4 separate regions of the Mus musculus genome follow, and regions 2, 3 and 4 are each linked to region 1. A link is a contact called in public HiChIP or PLAC-seq and promoter capture Hi-C data. All regions are on one chromosome and are shown on one strand. Each heading gives the region's core, a stretch centred on a gene start, on an enhancer-like site or on the middle of the called end of the contact. The rest is flanking DNA. Distances are from core to core; before and after follow the strand shown. Region 1 holds the start of Fam43b (family with sequence similarity 43, member B). Region 2 has its middle 9.6 kb from the start of Pla2g2f. Region 3 holds the start of Ubxn10 (UBX domain protein 10). Region 4 has its middle 4.1 kb from the start of Gm32930.

Region 1 (2,700 bases), core at 196-2,695:
TTTTTTAAAAAAAGATTCATTTATTTTATTTATACGAATACACTGTAGCTTTCTTCAGACACACCAGAAGAAGGCATCAGATCCCATTACAGATGGTTGTGAGTCACCATGTGGTTGCTGGGAATTGAACTCAGGACCTCTGGGAGAGCAGTCGGTGCTCTTCACCACTGAGCCATCACTCCAGCACCTTTTTTTTTTTTTTGGTTTTTCGAGACAAGGTCTCTCTGTGTAGCCCTGGCTGTCCTGGAACTCACTTTGTAGACCAGGCTGGCCTCGAACTCAGAAATCCTCCTGCCTCTGCCTCCCAAGTGCTGGGATTAAAGGTGTGTACCACCACGCCCAGCTCAGGACCCAACTTTTAACTCGTGTTGGCAATAGAGAGCCTTAAAGCCGTGGGACCTGGGGCCCACATAAGAACAGTCCAGGAAGTCTGGAAGCCTGAGGCTTAAACTCAGAGAACTAACTGTGTGTCCTGACATAGGGCTGGTTTTTGTTTGTTTGGTTGGTTTGGTTTTGGTTTGTTTTTTCAGGACTCTAGAGCCCCTCCCCAGAGGATGGAGACAAGTGCCTGGACTCTATGCAGAATGGCCAAAGGTTGGAGGGAAGAGAGAAGGCGAGGGCCAGCTCTGGGGTCACTAGGTTCTGAGTGACCCATCTCCTTCCAACCACATGAGCCTGAACTGCCTTGTCTGAAGGATTTGAGGAGATCGCGAATGCCAAGCACTTGGGAACTCCAAAGTCGGTCTCTGCAGATAGGACATTATCTGTCTAATCTTCAAAGAGCCAGAGGCTGCACTGTGACCAGAGGGAGAGCTTCCCTGCTGCAGTTCCCACAAGTCTCAGGTCTGCTCTGGAAACCCTTTCCCACCATCAAGAATCTTCTCCCCTATTCTGTCCTGACCACCAGCGGTTGCTGGTGTGGTGGTGTGACCGACCAGTCAGTCTCTCAGCTCAGGGGAAGCGGCCTAGTCCACGACCTTGGAGGAACCTGGGAGAAAGCTTCACTAAAAGACAGTACTTTTCCACTGCTCTGCTCTCGGCCACCTCAGCTGGCTTTATGCTGTGCACAGAAGAGGCAAAGGGCACCAAACCCCAGCAGGAACCCACCCCAAATCTCTGCTTTCAGAGAGGAGAGATGCGGGTAGGAACGCTCTGTGGGTGAGGGACAGCAGGCGGGAACCCTAGAAAGAGAAGGGGCTCTCCCTGGGAACTCGGAGTCCACCAGTGAAGCTGGAGAAATTTACATTCGTAAATCCCTCCGCAATATTTTAGGGGATTCCCGTTCCTTCGCTGCCCCTCTATTCTTCATCCTTCCAATGATAAAGCTTAAAACAGTTCCAACGCGCCTGTGCTGGGTCTTGGGAAGCGCGAGTCTGCGCGGAGGGGGCGGGGGAGAGGGAGGGGACAAGAGAGCTAGCGGTACCGCCCGGTGATGCAGGCAGCCAAGGGAGGTGGAGTCGCGACGCCTGAAGGAGTCCCCACCGCAGCGGTGCTCTTGGTCCACCTCATCCAGCAACCACCAGACCCTGCTCTAAAGACGTCCCTGCCACTGACTCGGCGGCAGGGACAGTGGCAATCGCCCCTATAGTCGGGCCTTGGGGACATTTATTGCTCCAAACCCTGTCCCTCCTTGCTTCCCAGACGGCTGGAGTCATTCCTGGGGGAAGCTGCTCCGAGCCGATCAAGCAGCCGCACGGGCATCTCAGCGGACAGCCTGGCTGGGCACCGGGCATCTGCGAAGCCAGCCCCGCCGGATACTGGGCATCTCTCACAAGGACTGTCTTCGGCCGCCGCCCAGCTTGTCGCAAGTCCTGGGCGGTGGGCTTCTGAGCGCCTTTGGCCTTTCCAGGACCCAAGTGAGCTTCCCCGCGCTCCCTGCCCTTTGGGCCGCCGCGATGCTGCCCTGGAGACGGAACAAATTCGTGCTAGTGGAGGACGAGGCCAAGCGCAAGGCGAAGAGCCTGAGCCCCGGGCTCGCCTACACGTCGCTGCTCTCCAGCTTCCTGCGCTCCTGCCCGGACCTGCTACCGGACTGGCCGCTGGAGCGTCTGGGCCGCGTGTTCCGCAGCCGGCGCCAGAAAGTGGAGCTTAACAAGGAGGACCCCACCTACACCGTGTGGTACCTGGGCAACGCCGTCACCCTGCATGCCAAGGGCGACGGCTGCACCGACGACGCTGTGGGCAGGATTTGGGCGCGCTGCGGGCCGGGAGGGGGCACGAAGATGAAACTGACCCTGGGTCCGCACGGCATCCGCATGCAGCCGAGCGAACGCAGCTCCGGGGCTTCGGGGGGCCGCAGACCGGCGCACGCCTACCTGCTGCCGCGCATCACCTACTGCGCGGCGGATGGGCGCCACCCGCGAGTCTTCACCTGGGTCTACCGCCACCAGGCACGCCACAAGGCCGTGGTGCTGCGCTGCCACGCTGTGTTGCTGGCGCGGGCGCACAAGGCGCGCTCCCTGGCCCGCCTGCTCCACCAGACTGCGCTGGCGGCCTTCAGCGACTTCAAGCGGCTGCAGCGCCAGAGCGATGCGCGCCACGTGCGCCAGCAGCATCTCCGTGCGGGGGGCGCCGCCGCCTCGGTACCCCGGGCTCCATTGCGCCGCCTGCTCAACGCCAAGTGCGCTTACCGGCCTCCGCCGGGCGAGCGCGGTCGCGGAGCTCCGCGGCTCAGCAGCATCCAGGAGGAGGATGAGGAGG
Region 2 (2,700 bases), core at 139-2,638, 350 kb before region 1:
AAGGGAGGGGAGGCTGACACACACAGCTTCTGTCCCTTGCCTCAGTCCTTAGTGGAGCAGCCTTTCTGCATCGCAGACCCAGCTCATTAGGAGATTCTAGAAGAAGACAGAGACTCTGTATCCTTAGTGTCTCCTGGGTATGGCCTCTGTTCCCCAAGAGCCCAGGCCTGGCGGGTGAGGAAGGCCTTAACCTTCACACACGGTGCTCTGTGGTATGCCAGTACAGATGAAGATGTTCCAAGTCTGGTGGGGAGAGGGGCGTCCCAGGGATGCCCAGAGGCCATTCGGGTAGGGCTGGGGAGAGAGGAAGGGCAGGAAAACCAGGACCTTGAGGTGGGCTCCTCACTCCCACAGTCTGTCTCTCCTTTGTTACTCCGGCTCAGCCTTTCTGAGCCCTGAGGTTGTCTGCTGTGCACCCCCACCCCCCAATATCTCCTCACCCTGGCACATCAAGTGTCTGTGGGGCTAGGTGCATCCTCTCCCACTGAGGCCAGATTTATGACTGTTTTTCTAGGACTTGGGTGACACCTGGTGGTCAGTATAGGTCACACCTGGTGCTATTCACCACATTGGCTCCTCTGCTGTGGAACTACAGTGGGGTCCCTATCCCACAGACAGATCTCACCCCAGGCAGCCAATGTTCCCCTGGAGCAAAAGGATATTACCTCCACCATCTTTTCATGGACACCAATACTACCTCTCAAAACCGCCAGACGTTTCAGGCAAAGACAGTGGACTAGGTGGTACCCAGCTCAGCCACTGGCTGGCCACAGGACCCTGGGCAAGTCACATCACCCCTCCAAGTCTCAGCCTCTGCACTCTGCGACTGGTGAGTGCACAGCAGAGGTCTGGGAGTCGGGTGGGACTCAGGTCAAGAAGGCGCATGACCTAGTACAGGGTCTGGCATGGAGGACAGAAAGGGTTGGAGCTGGTGATGACGCCTCTGGTTCTGGTGTTGATCACCTATGGGTCTCGAAGTCAGGTAGGCAAATAGGAGCAGGAAGAGGAAGAAATGGATTGGCCATGACCTTCCCCACAAACAGAAACCTGGCAGAGACAACGCTGTGGATTAATGAACCAGTCTGGTCCTGATTGGGGGGTGGGGTGGGGGGAGTTGAAGGGAGCTTAAGGAGGAGGGAGTGGGGGGACACTTACTTCCCAAGCTCACAGGCCCCTTCGCCCTGGGCTGGGCTGGGCTGAGCTGGGCTCCGTGTGCATACAGTAGGTACTGGGCTGGGCTGGGCTGAGCCGGGCTCCGTGTGCATGCAGTAGGTACTGGGCTGGGCTGGGCTGAGCCGGGCTCCGTGTGCATGCAATAGGTGCTGGGCTGGAGCACGGCTATTTACTCAGCCCAGCCTTGACTGTGAACACAGCCCTTCCTCCCCCGAGGCTGGCACAGCGACACCAGCTGTCAGGCTCCCCAGTTGTGGCTTCCTAACGAGCAGCTGATGCCACTGTGACTGTGACAAGCAAGGTTCTGGAGAGAAATACTGACATTTCCTAGACTCAGAGACAGGATCCTGGCAAAGCCAAACCAGACTTCCCTGTAAGGGCCACCACGCAAGAGCAGCCCACTGAGCAGGAGTCAGTCAAGGAGTAACTGAGCAGCTACTATATGCACACTGTGCCCCAAGCTGCCTTATCTCTCCAGCTTGGCAGCCGCCTGAGCTGGGCACTCTTCACCGTTTCCTTTATAAGTGAGGAGGTTAACTCCCAGAGAGGCCACATAAGTTAGTCATTGTCACCCAAGAATTGCCCCCTGACTCCATTGAGCCATAACCTCAGAAAGCTTCGCATCTAATAGCCCTCTCCTATAAAGGGGGATGTGTCTTAGTTGATTTTGCTGTGACAGAGTTCCTTCCTGGCAGAGCTACTTAAGGAAGGGATTGTTTGGGGCTTTTAAGGATTTGTTTGAGGTCATACACAGTCCATTGTGGTGGAGAAGGCATGGGAGCCAGAGCTTGTGGCAGCTGGGTATGTTGGCCTACAGTCAGGGAGGAGGGAGGGAGGAGAGAGGGAGGAGGGAGGAAAGAAGAAGAAGGAGGGAGGAGGGAGGGAGGGAGGGGAAGGAGGGAGAGGGAGAAGGCTAGCGACCAACTACCTTTCTCCTTTACCCCTTTTTATTCAGTCTGGGTCCCTAGCCATGAAATGGTGTCTACCATATACAGAGTTGGTCTTCTCTCCTCAAACTACCTCATAAACACCCTCAAAGGAGCACTTGGAGGTGTGTCTCCTAGGTGATTCCAATCCAGATGGTTTGTAAGGAAGTAGACATCGTGGAAATGAGCCAGATTTCAAATCGGGAGACCAGGCTTGCCTTCCGGCGCGCTGCAGACACAAGCCTTCATTTCCACTAGTGATCCAAGAGTGAGTCACCGAGTCCTAGGGTCTCTCCAGTGATCAGTGAGACCGTGCACGAAAAAGCACACTGGGTGACACACACACCAGCCACTCACCACAGTGAGAAAACTAGAGGAGGAGGCTGGGGGAGGTCGCCCTTATTCCAGCCTCTCTCCCTTCTAGCCAACTCTGAATCACAAGCCACTTCTTTTGTGTCCCTCAGGCACAGCCAGAACCAGGAACATGGCTTCCTGGGTCCAAGACTGACCTCTGAGCTCTCCCTTTCCCAGTTCTGCTTCATCTAGGCTCAGCCTATGAAGGGGAGTTCCTGGACATGGTCAGGTTCAAGCTGTTGGGCAG
Region 3 (2,700 bases), core at 150-2,649, 330 kb before region 1:
TCTTGTTTGTTTGTTTTGTTTTGTTTTTGAGACAGGGTCTCCCTATGTAGTCATGACTGTTCTTGAACTTGCTCTGTAGACCAGGCTGGCCTTGAACTCAGAGATCCGCCTACCTCTTCCTCCTGAGTGTCGGGATTAAAGGAATGCGCTGTCACTTCTCAGCTTTAAAGTCATCTTAATGCCAGCTTGGAAGGAAGAGTTGATTAGATTGGAACAAAGACAGGGAGGAATTGGGCAAGTGAAGGGACAGGCTAAACTAGGGAAGAGTCTTCATTTAAGTCAAGGTTTCAACAGAAGCAAGGATATTGGGCCTAGGGAGGGGGAGAGTGTGTGTGTATGTGTGTGTGTGTGTGTATGTGTGTGTGTGCGCGCGCGCGTGTGTGTGCGTGTGTGCGTGTGTGTGGCTGTGGTTGGGAAGCACCTCAGAGACAGCTAACAGGGATGGGATCAGATGACCATTCTAACAGACCAGAGGCAAGAGAGCAATCGTGCAAAGGCTGGGAGCCCTCTGGTCTGACAGCAGACAACTAAGAAGGTTCACATTCAATGGTTTCTATTTTCCTTTGCAGAGGGCAGGAGACTGTCATCCCACAGGGAGGGAGGAAGGAAGACGGCATGTGGGAGGTTTTTAGAGGACAGATAGGATTTGAAATAGCTATTGGAGAGGGCAGGAAACAGAAGGCTGGCCAGGGAGGGCAGAGGGTCTCATGTGTGTGACATGTCATGGCTCGGTGTGGGTTGGACAGATTCCAGCTAAGGCATCCATCACACTGATGGGATGACAGTAGGGCCAGGAGGACTCTTACCAACAGAATGGCTGAGGTAGTGGACCATAGCTTCTGAGAAAGCAGTCAGGCTGCCGGCCTCCAAAACTCAAAGCTGTTGGGAAACGCGGTGAAGTGGCTGGAGTTGCTGACTGTATATAGTTAGACCCTTAAGGAGGAAATAGGAGATACAGGTGGTGATCACAAGACTGGTGGCCTGGGGGTGGGAACCCCCATGACAACATACCCTAAAAAAATCACCACCCAGATTCTAAGGGTCTCGTTTTAAAACAGTTGCACAACCCTGTTTAAAACAAGGACACTGGCAAAGTCAGGCCAAGGATTGACAGGGATTTGTTCCTGGTCCCTACCCCCGACTCCAGGGCAGGGCTCCCTCTCCCCTGAACGCACATTCCCCAGGAGACACAAGAGTCAGGCCAGGTCAGGAAGAAGAGTTCCAATGGCAGGGGTCCAGGCCCAGGGCCCTGTGGCCTCCATGGGGCAGGGCCACACCAAGGTCCTGAGCCTGGAATCCGTGAACCACCTCTGCCCCTCCGCCCTCCGTGCCCTAGTCCAATTCAGCTTGCGGTCCAGGTCAGGCAGGTTCCGGTCCCACCGGAAGCACGTGGCCCCCACCCCTTGGCGGTTGCCAGGGAGACAGGGCTGTTTACCAGCTGGTCGCAGCCAGGCACCGGAGGCGGATGGAGCTGAGCTGCGAGGTGAGAGGCCCGCTGTGGGTCCCCAGAAACTGAGAGGCAGGCATTTGAGTGGCCCTCCCCAGGGACAGAGCCAACCTGGCTGGAGCCTGAGTCTGCAGCAGCTAAGGGAATCTCCTGGGAGGGGCGTCTACAAGCCAGTCCCTGGACCCAGATCCAAAGAGAGAGAAGGGAGTCGGGGTCATGTGCAGAGGCAGGAGCTGCAGGGAGCCTCCCACAGCTCCAAGTGCCCTTTACCCAGGTCTGCATTCACGTTCCAGACCTTTCTGCCATTCCCGGAACACTCCTCTTCCTTCTGCACTTGAAGCTTTGCTTCCAGACCTGCCAGACCACGGAAATAATAGAGGCCTCTCCCCAACCCCCTCGCCCGCCCTTCTATCCTGGAATCAACCCCGGTTCTCTCTCTTCACTCACTTGGTGGCTTGTGGTTTCCCACATTGTAATCTCTGGTTTGGGGTAGCATAGCGAGTGGTTTCGATCCTCTCTCTCTCCCTCTCTCCCCCTCCATCCCCCGGGGTTGGTTCCTTTACAGAGTTTAATTTTGTAAGCCAGGCTGGGGACTATGGGGTGGCGGCAGTGGGTGGTAGTAACTGATAAACAATTTTAAAAGACCAATGCACGTGTACATGTCCCGGTATATGCCAGCAGATGGTTCGTAGGAGGGTGTATTTTGCTGCTTGCGCTGTAGGTTTAGATTTGGGCTGTGAAGTACCATGGTCTGACCCTATGGTGGCTTGTGGGCACCATTGGAAAACCACGGGAATCTTGATTTCATTTGTATCCAATGTCCCTTCCTTCCTGTTCGTGTGGTGATAATCCTAAGGAATGGGCACCTGCCCTTCTGGAGGGCAACATCTTGAAAATAGTGGCCCGTGTTTTGTTTCCTGCTTCCTAGCAGGCGTCTGCCTCCTAGCTATTGTGTTTAAGTAAACAGGCTACTTGTCTCTTCTGCTGGCAGCGTGATGGATGCCTACGCCTAGACGTTGTCAAATCACTTTGTAGTTGAGTGTCTGCCAGGCCCTAGAGGTGATGAAATAAATGAGCCATGCAGGGATTGTGCTGTCGCAGGAGCCTAGACAGAGGGCAAAGGTAGAGTTTGGGACCCAGGGTGTGTGTGTGTGTATCTCTGAAGGCGCCATGGCTGCCGTTCTCCAAACACCTGTTTCCTGTAGCATCCTGCCCTCCTTCTGGGTGGGGGTGGGAGCTGGTGTTCCCTCTGT
Region 4 (2,700 bases), core at 19-2,518, 460 kb before region 1:
TCTCCTTCTTCTCCTTTCTTCTTCTTCTTTTCTTCTCCTTCCTCCTCCTCCTCCTCCTCCTCCTCCCCTTCTCCACTCAAATTGACTAACAGATATTTAGATTGCCAGGCACTGTGGGTCCCCTGGGCTCTTTCAAGTAGTTCAAGGACACTCCTGGTCCTGGGGATCTCAGTTTGCCTCCCTGGCCCTTGCCCATCTGCTCCCCCTCCCCAACCCCCTGAGCTCTGTCACTGGGAGGCCAGAACCCTGGCTCCCTCTCCCTTGGCAGCTTTTCTACCCAAGATCTGCTCCAGCATCAGCTGTCAATCAAGTACAGGCACACCCTTGACTTCCTGGTCTTTCAGGCCTCCCCAACCACCACTGTGTGTGTCTGTCTTCATTTTCTGTGACGCGCAAATTTCCAATTGTGGTCCCCGCACCAGCTCTGCCGTACCCTGTTCCTCCCACCAGCTTTGCCGCATCCCGTTTAATAAGCCTTCCTTCTGGAAGCCTTCGTCTTCATCAGTTCAGCCATAAGACAGAGACTGCTTCTGCTGCTCGCGGCATCTGTCTTGGAATCTTCCAAGTAGCCCTAAAGCCTTAACCAGGCATCTGATCCCCCCACTGTTTCTTTCCCCACAGAAAAGACATCCCGGAACTTGGCCTTCTGCTGACAGCTTGGCCACTGTGTTAGAGAGCACCTGGCCCGTTCCTAGGAGTGTTTTTCTATCTGAGCATGGCGGAGGTCCATTCAACACTTCCTAACCAGTTCCAACCCTCCGCTGCCCCCTGCGGTGGAAGCCGGAACACCATGAGCGCGCCTCTCTCTGAGCAGCCCAGGCAGGCAGGCATCTTGGGAGGGAAGAGCCTAGCCACTCCTCTCAGAGTAGAGCGCTTACAGGGTAATAAATATCCTTCATGCAGCTGCTGATGTCCTCTTTAGCGCAGATGACATTCGTTGCACCTCCCTTCCTCACACACGAGGGAGAAAATGAGGTCGGGCACAGAAGCCCATCTTCTGTCATTTTTCAGGCTGTTTCCTGATGGCGGGTGCCCCGTCCCCAGGAAGCAGCCGGATGGGAGATGGTTCTCACAAAGTCGATAAGGCCTTGTTACACTTTTCTTCTGAGAAGAAAACCCAGGCTCAGAGACGCTACTTTGTTCTACAGCATTTTTTTTTAAAAAAAGATTTATTTTATTTTATTTCTCTGCATATGTGCATCTATCTGCGGCTTTGTATGTGTGAGTGCTCGTGGAGGCCAGCAGAGGGCGTCAAACCCTAGAGTTGTGCTTTGGCAGCAAGCAGCTGTGTTTCCTGTGTAGCTTCTTCCAAGGGCTCAGTGGAGCGCTCAAAGTAGCTGCGTGCTTAGTTCAAGGCGGCCAGGGTACCAGGGAATGGTCTATCAGCTGTCAAGTAAGGCGTTAAACCGTCTCAAAGCCCAGTGTCATAGCTTACTTAAAGACACATTAAAAAGGAGCACTTGCAATAAGGATACCATTAACACTAACGGGGTTCTATAACATTTCTAACGCTGAGCTTCTGCCTGGCAGAAGTCTCAGGCAGTCTTGGGCCCTTTAAATCTCACTTCCTCTGCAGATACACCCCCGGGGATCTTTTCTCCAAGGCTAGCTGAGGATGGGGCCTCTCAGAGCCCCTGACATGAAGATAAGGCTCCTGCTGCAGTCAGTGCTCATGCTTTGTGGTAAGGGTCCACCCATGACTTCTGTCCCCTTTCACATCTGGATTCCTGCTAGGAGGCTGTGATGGGGTGGGGGTGGAGGTGGGGGCGGGGTAACGTGTTGACTGTGGTCCAGGCATGGGAACCTGCTAGATGTCTAAAATGTCATTGGAAAGGGGACCAGCAAGTTAGCTGTTTGGGTTTATGGTCTCCATGACTACGATTAGGTTAGGAGACCATCAAGAGATCCAGGTGTTGGCCGGCATAAATGGCATCTTCTGAGCCAAATACAAGTGAGCACGGCCGGGGGAACACAGACTCAAGTTTCCCCGAATGGCAAACTCCTCTACCCACAGAGAGACCGCCTTGTGTAAGCTCGGCTGTCACTCAGCAGCAGGTGGCTCGCGAAGCAGGCTGACTGCAGAGGCACAGACGGTCTTCCAGTTCACACACTGTCTTCCATGAGGCAAGAACATCTCTGCCAGGACTCTCATGTTATCACCTTAGTCTGACGTTTGCTACGAGCTAGGAGAGATGCACCAAGCTTGGTGTACATTCTACAAATTGTATCCAGTGATGTGTGTGTGTGCCCGCGCGTGTACAAGTTTACATGTAGCCCAGTCTGCATGTGGATGTCAGTACACATGTGTGTGAATGCATGTAGAGGTCAGAGATGTCAGGGTCACACCTCGGCCCCCTCTCCACCTTCCTTGTGAGACAGACTCTTTCACTGACCTGGACTGGAATTACAGGCAGGTGTCACCACATTGGATCCCCGCCCCCCCCCCCCATCAGCTATGCCCTTTTTTTAATAGTTAATTTAGTTACATGGGAAACTAATACCAAAACACACTTAGCCCAGATGATCAAGTACTGCATAGGCAGACGCTCACGGGCAAACAGACGGTCATCTTTGAGCACCAGATCAACGCTTGAGAAGGTAGCTGCCACAGCTCAGCCTCTATCTTTTGCCTTAGGGTCTGTCCTCCAGCTTGTTCAGCAAGGTTTTTTTTTTTTCCTTTTTACTGAGTGAGCCATCTCC

What was found. Promoter capture Hi-C pulls out the DNA fragments that hold promoters and counts their contacts. HiChIP or PLAC-seq counts read pairs in DNA pulled down with a chosen protein or histone mark.
Region 2: a contact with region 1 is called in a promoter capture Hi-C map of hippocampal neurons, with 2.1 times the contacts expected there. The contact joins the enhancer-like site here to the promoter of Fam43b in region 1. A contact is called at or near these places in 3 of 39 promoter capture datasets (hippocampal neurons, liver and neural stem cells).
Region 3: a contact with region 1 is called in a promoter capture Hi-C map of liver, with 3 times the contacts expected there. The contact joins the promoter of Ubxn10 here to the promoter of Fam43b in region 1. A contact is called at or near these places in 4 of 39 promoter capture datasets (embryonic stem cells, frontonasal cranial neural crest, hippocampal neurons and 1 more).
Region 4: a contact with region 1 is called in an H3K27ac HiChIP or PLAC-seq map of embryonic stem cells, with 3 times the contacts expected there. The contact joins the enhancer-like site here to the promoter of Fam43b in region 1. A contact is called at or near these places in 12 of 39 promoter capture datasets (the C10 cell line, the HPC-7 cell line, cranial neural crest and 6 more), 1 of 15 datasets of contacts at CTCF or cohesin (embryonic stem cells), 4 of 484 Hi-C or Micro-C datasets (the G1E-ER4 cell line, cerebral cortex and embryonic stem cells), 5 of 115 datasets of contacts at active chromatin or transcription factors (embryonic basal ganglia, embryonic forebrain, embryonic stem cells and 1 more) and 2 of 9 other capture datasets (liver and macrophages).

What each region holds. Positions count from the first base shown.
Region 1 is chr4:138,395,203-138,397,902 of GRCm38.p6, reverse strand. It overlaps Fam43b (family with sequence similarity 43, member B), which reads left to right and starts at 1,445. Exons shown (of 1, transcript NM_001081672.2): 1 at 1,445-2,700. The coding sequence starts at 1,896.
Region 2 is chr4:138,746,694-138,749,393 of GRCm38.p6, reverse strand. No RefSeq gene overlaps it. Among named protein-coding and RNA genes, the nearest start is that of Pla2g2f, 9.6 kb to the left of the region's middle. Within about 2 kb of position 1,388, at least 49 of the 459 cell types and tissues checked have an H3K27ac peak or open chromatin away from gene starts, as enhancers often do. A contact at or near this core is called in hippocampal neurons and neural stem cells, where this site is marked.
Region 3 is chr4:138,723,964-138,726,663 of GRCm38.p6, reverse strand. Ubxn10 (UBX domain protein 10) reads left to right here and starts at 1,399. Exons shown (of 2, transcript NM_178671.5): 1 at 1,399-1,483. Pla2g2c (phospholipase A2, group IIC) reads right to left here and starts at 1,339. Exons shown (of 6, transcript NM_008868.3): 1 at 1,176-1,339; 2 at 807-933.
Region 4 is chr4:138,858,024-138,860,723 of GRCm38.p6, reverse strand. It overlaps a transcript of Pla2g5 not described here. Among named protein-coding and RNA genes, the nearest start is that of Gm32930, 4.1 kb to the left of the region's middle. Within about 2 kb of position 1,268, at least 27 of the 459 cell types and tissues checked have an H3K27ac peak or open chromatin away from gene starts, as enhancers often do. A contact at or near this core is called in the G1E-ER4 cell line, cerebral cortex, embryonic stem cells and 1 more, where this site is marked.